Linked DNA regions of Triticum aestivum: region 1 is linked to region 2. The links are chromatin contacts, called in public Hi-C maps. All regions are on one chromosome and are shown on one strand. Each heading gives the region's core, a stretch centred on a gene start, on an enhancer-like site or on the middle of the called end of the contact. The rest is flanking DNA. Distances are from core to core; before and after follow the strand shown.

Region 1 (3,165 bases), core at 367-2,866, 140 kb before region 2:
AGCTCAAATCACTCGCTACATGCTGCTGCCTTGTGCGTTTGCCTGCCTAGACGCAACGAGCGTCAAATAGAAAACACAGTCATATTCATTGCCTTAAGCACCGAATCGTACAGCGGCCGTGATCCATCAGTCTCCTGCTAGCTAGACCTCATTGTGTTACGCAAAAAAAAAGCTAGACCTCATTGTGAGCTCACATGCTGTTCCCTGGTCGATTCGGGTGTTTTTTTTCTCTCGTTCCACTGTTGTTGGATGGAGAAAGCATGTATCGGGTTTTACCTTCTTTTGTTTGGAAACGTTGGTGAAATCGAAAAATACTCTGGGTGTTTTAAAAATTCTTGTGAATTTGAAATTTCATAAGTGTCCATGAATTTTGAAAAAATAATTAATCTTAAAAATATATTTATGGATTTTAAAAAGTGCATGAACTTGAAATCATATTCTAGGGGGGCATCTAGTTTTGCTTCGACAGGGAGCAAGGGTAGTTTTTAGTTTTTTTTGTAGTATTTTTGTATGTTTAGTATGTAGTATATGCAATGTCACATTTGGTTGTGCTATGTTTATATCTATCATATCTACGAAACTATTATGACCTAGGTGTAAATGTTTGTAAGTAGGCTCGTCGATGGCGGGTCCGAGTTGGGTGACCGCACAAGGCCCCAAAATTTCGGCCTCTATTGACTGCTTTAAGTCAACCGATCAATTTTTTCTGCCTTGCTCGGCTTCTCTATTCCATTGATCGTTAACAAGACCCTAACATCAATTCCCCATCCGTCAATTGCCCAATCGCACGTGAAACTACGACATCTGATCGTCTTCATGGTTGACCACTTCTGCCGATCACCCACCACGAGCCGACCACGTGTGCCCTCACCCCGATTGCTCCACTGCTAGCTAATGGATTCATATGTTCTCATTTGATTTGATGGGAATGGCCGAACGGGGCTAGGTTTAGGGCAAAGTCATTAGTATTACTTGATTTCTCTTTGGGGAGCATTATAAAATCACCATGTAAGTGCTGTGCTACGCGGCGCTCATTGATTTTGTTTTTGTGTAGATTTTCCAATTTCCTATTTGAATAATAAAGCATTAAATTTCTTTTGTTTATGAAAACGGGAAAGTTTATTTCTTGATCTTCATCATATCTTCCGGAATCAGAATAGATGGACTTAAAGTTACATGATGAAGTCAGACTGTGCATTAGTTATGTTATTAGTTCTTCTGCTATATGAAGTTTTCGCGTCCTATTTTGATTGTCGCCTCGGGGCAACAAATTTCAGGAAACGTCCCTGCTTTGTATGGATTTGAACAAACATATTAGACATCAAAATAATCCAGTCCAACTGGAGATGCTGTTTATCACCACATATTCCATAACATGCTGAAGCTTCTACTGAGCACTGAGTACTGACATACTGCTGTGCAGCAGTCGTTAACTGCAAAATCGACTGCTGCTGCTGCTGCTGCACTGGGCTGCCCGGAAGTGGACCGACAGAGCAGCCTTGCTGTCCTGGGCCTGAAGCGCGAACGGACGCCGCGACCACTTGAGCAGCAAGCAGGAGGATATATCTACAGCCAGATTGGGTCCAGCGCTCCGCACTTTGGACCGAACTAGCCCGAACTTGGTCCTCTCGTGCAGTGGACCGGCCGGGGACATGCCTGGCCGCCGGGCAGTAGGAGAGAGAAGGTAGCAACTAGAGGCCGAGAGTGACATTGGGGGATTTTATTTCAAATGATTAAAAAATGATACTATTTTCAAGTTTAGAAAATCAAATAACTTCTGTGAAAACTTCTACATAATAAATGACGGGTCTGTAAAATTTCGTTCAAAAATATTATGATTTGCAAGCTGCATAAAGAAAACAAATTCTGGACCAGCAACCAAAAAAAAGCCCATTTACATGTACGCATTTCTTTTTTTGTGTACGCCACATATGAAAGTATATTGTCATATTCCGCAAAGAAAATATATTGTCATGAAATTTTCCCTGAACGTGTTATATATGTATTTGTGTGTGTACAGAAAGTTTTTTCTATGTAGAAATATGTTTTTGTTAAAGTCCTCCTCTGTGCAAATCCAATGATTTGAATAGTACCCCTGTGCAAATCCAAAACATAACCTAATTTAACCATAACAATCCAAAAGACCTCAAACGTACGCGTGGTAGGGCTCCCAGCCCGACTCAATCACGTTCTAGCTCTCGCTAACTAACCACCCCACATCATACCCAGCTGACCCATCGACACGTTGCAAATTGAGCATGAACCATGCGAGGTTGCACTACCACAGGAAGACCCAGTAGTAACGGGCACAAAAAGTCCACCATTGACGGGCGAGGCTATCAGGAGCGCCCGCCGCTGCTAACATGTCAACAGTGGCGACCGGGTCGCCCACCACTAGTAGAACATTTTCAGTGGCGGGTTGTGCTTAGTGCCAGCCTTGCTTCTACTAAGAAGGGATGTATAACTTCGATTCAAGCAGTTTATGTACCCGCAGACGATTTGATCGACCCTACCCCTGCCACAACATTTGCACATTTGGATGCTACTATCATACTTTCCAGAGGATTAGCTTTCAAGGGTATTTATCCAGCAGTAGATCCTTTAGATTCAATCGACGGGAATAGCAATGTCGGGCCTCCGTCTACACCCACCACAGTCGTGTGGGGTAGCACTGGCTAGCCCTTTTTGACACCTGCCGTTGGTAGCAATCCAACCCTATAGGAGAAACGCTGTTAGCGTTTTAATCACGTGATTGCAACATTTTGCACATGATTAACACGTGCATTACATATATAAAATATTGTCTCAACATTCAAACATTCATCCACACGCATACAACACATTACAATGTGGTCACAATAATTAAGAGCATTAGTGCAGCAAACAGAGTAAGAAATGCAGGGCAACAAACATGTCTTATCACACAATTAATATTTTGACAAGTTTTTTAAAGGAGTCTATATAACAACTTGGTACGTTGGTAATCGGCGAGAACAAGTCATCCACGTCCTTCGATTGTTCGGCTTTGTAGTTGGGGTTGTCGTCCGTCGTGTAGCTCTGGCTTGAAGTGGAACTTCCCGTCCTGACAACCTCCCCATTGATGATCCTTGCCGACACCTTCCGGAGGCGCTCATGCTCTCTTGAGAAATCCCCTATCTACATGCC
Region 2 (3,349 bases), core at 629-3,128:
GTCCGGTTAGCGAGACTGTTATGCGGACCGACAGGATATCGTGTTGGATGGTAAATTGCATCCGGACCGTCGAAATTGATGCAGATGGTTCAGGCGTCGTCTGTTGGAAATGCCCTAAATGTTTCAAAAATGCACAAACGATGGACGCACGAAGGAAAATGTCTCACCATACGCCCTGCGCAACAGGGTACGACAGGAGCAGTAGAAGTTGCCTCCCGGAAGCAGAATAGTTAACGAATTAAACGGCAGCATTTGCGGCATGTGAGAGACGTGCGCGAAGGGTGGAAGGAATCTCCCTTTATGGAGCCTGCCAACCAGCCAGCCACATACGCAGCCGCCCGGGGCGATGGACTCGACACAACGGTCAAAGCGGTCTCCGCCCTGACCAGGACCCGCGCCCCCTGCTTTGCTTTCTTTTGGCCGGACGCGGCTCGTACCCACACACTGACGTGTGGGCCCGGACCCACCCGTCAGCGGCCCAACGGCAGGGGGCCGTACGTCAGGGGATCCGGCTCCCTTTTGGCCTCCCTCTGGGTCGAGTTCGACCGAACCACTTGTCCGCACGCACCCCGTCGGCCAGTGCCCGTCCATCGCGTCGTGTCGGTGTCGGTCGGTTTCACATCGATCGCAGCCTCTTTCTTTTTCTACTCCTATTTTGTTACCCCGGACTCCACGCAGCGCATGCGTACGTGCGTCGTACGTGGCCAGGAACCCACGTACGCACGTGAGAGGGCACGCGACGGTCCAAGTCGTACCACAAAGGGTGGTTGCCTGTATCGTGTACGTACCTGTACACGTCGCCGTCAGGGGGATGCTGTTGGATACGAGAAACTAACTGGTCACGGCCCCCACGCCTCCTCCGACCTCTCCTCTCCCACCTGCGCCTGCGTGCATGATTGCTACGTACGCGCACGCGGTTAACCGGGGAGGGAAAAACAAGAGTGGGTGAGAATGCGCGCCAGCCAAGTGGTCAAGCCATTCATCCTCCAATAATTATAACTGCAAATCATTTGACAGCAGCTGCTCTGGTCGGTCAGTCAGTCTCCGGAAGAGAAGAGAAACAACTAGTCGTTATTTACCAGGTGTGATGATCCAAGCCCATACGTTTTTAAAGTAAAAAAAAATATTGACGAGAGCGTATCCTGACTGTCTGGCGATGGTGAAGAGCATGTGAACATGGCACAAAGCATGTAGGCGTCGCTGCGGGCTGGGCGCGGACAGCCTCATGCGCGCCATGTGAACCCTGCGACTGCGAGCGCAACGGCAGCAGCAGGTTCGGAGAAGATCCGTCCGTCGACCCGCCGGTGTCGCGTCGCCACGGGAATTTACAAATCCGGCCGGCAGGGCACGACAGCGCTTCGCTCTGCCGGAGCCTGGTGCCACTGGGAGGAACACACCTGCATGATCCATGGAGAATATATGATCTTTGCCGCGGCTGGCGCTCCATGCGGAATCGATCCGGTGCTCGATCGGCTGACAGGTTCTCTGATACTCAGATATTGGAGTCGTGTCTCTTCCACTGGGGTACGTTTAACGGCCGGCAGAGGCAGACACATGGCACCCCGCCCATGCATACATGCTTCAGATGGACGAGACGGCGGAGACCGGGCTGTAAAAAGAAACATTTGCGCCACTACGGCATGTCTCCGTCCAGAATGTGCAAGCAAAAGCAACAGGGAAACCAAGCAGTCGGTCTTCCTACGGGTTCTACTTCTACGACCCAGCAGTGGCCGCGATTGGTTGACCGCGCCACTCACGTCCCCCCCTGCTGCTGCTGCTGCTGCGGCTGCGTCGGCGTCGCCACCCAGCCGGCCCGCCCGCGCGCGCCCTTTAAATCTGCCCCTCCCTCCCACTCCTCCCTCCATCCATCCCCACGACGCCCTTCACTCTCCCCCTTGTCTCTCTCCGCCGCTCCTGTTGCACCCTCCAGCAAGCCAAGAACTCACTCGCGCGCCGGTAACTATAGGCAGGTTGGTTGTTCTCCCTTGCAAGTTTCCTCCGCCGGCGCCGGCTTGCCGTCCACCAACCTGCCGAACTGCGTGGACACTTGGGGAGGGCTAGCTAATCGGGGTTGGCCGCGCAGCTTTCCTGAGGTATATATAAAGTTAGTCCGGGGAGGCAGCCATGGTGAGGGTGTCGGTGGTGTGCTGCCTCAAGCTGCTGCTGCTGCTCGCCCTGGGCGGGGTGACCATGCACGTGCCGGACGAGGGCGTGCTCGCGCCGCTGGGCCCGCTGCGGCTCGACGGCCACCTCAGCTTCCACGACCTGGCCACCGCGGCCCGGGACTTCGGCAACCGCTGCAGCCTGCTGCCGGCCGCCGTGCTGCACCCGGGCTCCGTGGCCGACGTCGCCGCCGCCGTGCGCCGCGTGTTCCAGCTGGGCGAGCGCTCGCCGCTCACCGTCGCTGCGCGCGGACACGGGCACTCGCTGCTGGGCCAGTCCCAGGCCGCCGGCGGGATCGTCGTCCGGATGGAGTCACTCGGGGGCAGCGCCATGATGCGGGTGGTGCAGAGCGGAGGCGCCGGGGTGCCTGCCTATGTCGACGCCCCCGGAGGCGCGCTCTGGATCAACGTGCTGCATGAGACGCTCAAGCACGGGCTGGCGCCCAAGTCGTGGACCGACTACCTCCATTTGACTGTCGGCGGCACCTTGTCGAATGCCGGGGTCAGCGGCCAGGCGTTCCGGCAAGGACCGCAGGTCAGCAATGTCAACCAGCTGGAGATTGTGACAGGTCTCATACAAACCCAGCCACACAAATTAATTAAGCACCAGGCATCATCATTAACTAGGAGTAGTCAGCAACAAATTAATCAGTAACTACATCTGTACCTGATCCATCGTCCCATGAACACCAAATGCAGGGAGAGGAGATGTCGTCACCTGCTCGCCCGAGGAGAACTCCGACCTCTTCTACGGCGCTCTCGGCGGCCTGGGCCAGTTCGGGATCATCACCAGAGCCAGGATCGCCCTCGAACCTGCACCAAAGATGGTACGTGAATACATGATCACACGAGCAAATCAATCATTTGTCACATTTCATTCAGTTGGACTGATCTCTTGGATACGATTGCAGGTGAGGTGGATCCGGGTCCTCTACTCGGACTTCGCGAGCTTCACCGAGGACCAGGAGGCGCTCATCTCGGCGGAGGAGACCTTCGACTACATCGAAGGGTTCGTGATCATCAACCGGACGGGCATCCTCAACAACTGGAGGACGTCGTTCAAGCCGCAGGACCCGGTGCAGGCGAGCCACTTCCAGTCGGACGGGAAGGTGCTCTACTGCCTTGAGATGACCAAGAACTTCGACCCTGATGAGGCTGACATCATGGAACAGGTGAGTTGATTAATC

What was found. A called contact is a pair of places that touch in the nucleus more often than the background predicts.
Region 1: a contact with region 2 is called in a Hi-C map of leaf, with 8 times the contacts expected there. The contact joins the enhancer-like site here to the promoter of LOC123063416 in region 2. A contact is called at or near these places in 4 of 5 Hi-C or Micro-C datasets (leaf and an unstated tissue).

The regions. Positions count from the first base shown.
Region 1 is chr3A:712,856,467-712,859,631 of IWGSC CS RefSeq v2.1, reverse strand. No RefSeq gene overlaps it. Among protein-coding and RNA genes, the nearest start is that of LOC123057227, 20 kb to the left of the region's middle. Within about 2 kb of position 1,616, at least 2 of the 8 cell types and tissues checked have an H3K27ac peak or open chromatin away from gene starts, as enhancers often do.
Region 2 is chr3A:712,719,989-712,723,337 of IWGSC CS RefSeq v2.1, reverse strand. LOC123063416 (cytokinin dehydrogenase 4) reads left to right here and starts at 1,878. Exons shown (of 5, transcript XM_044487183.1): 1 at 1,878-2,731; 2 at 2,862-2,989; 3 at 3,074-3,334. The coding sequence starts at 2,125. It also overlaps the pseudogene LOC123057226.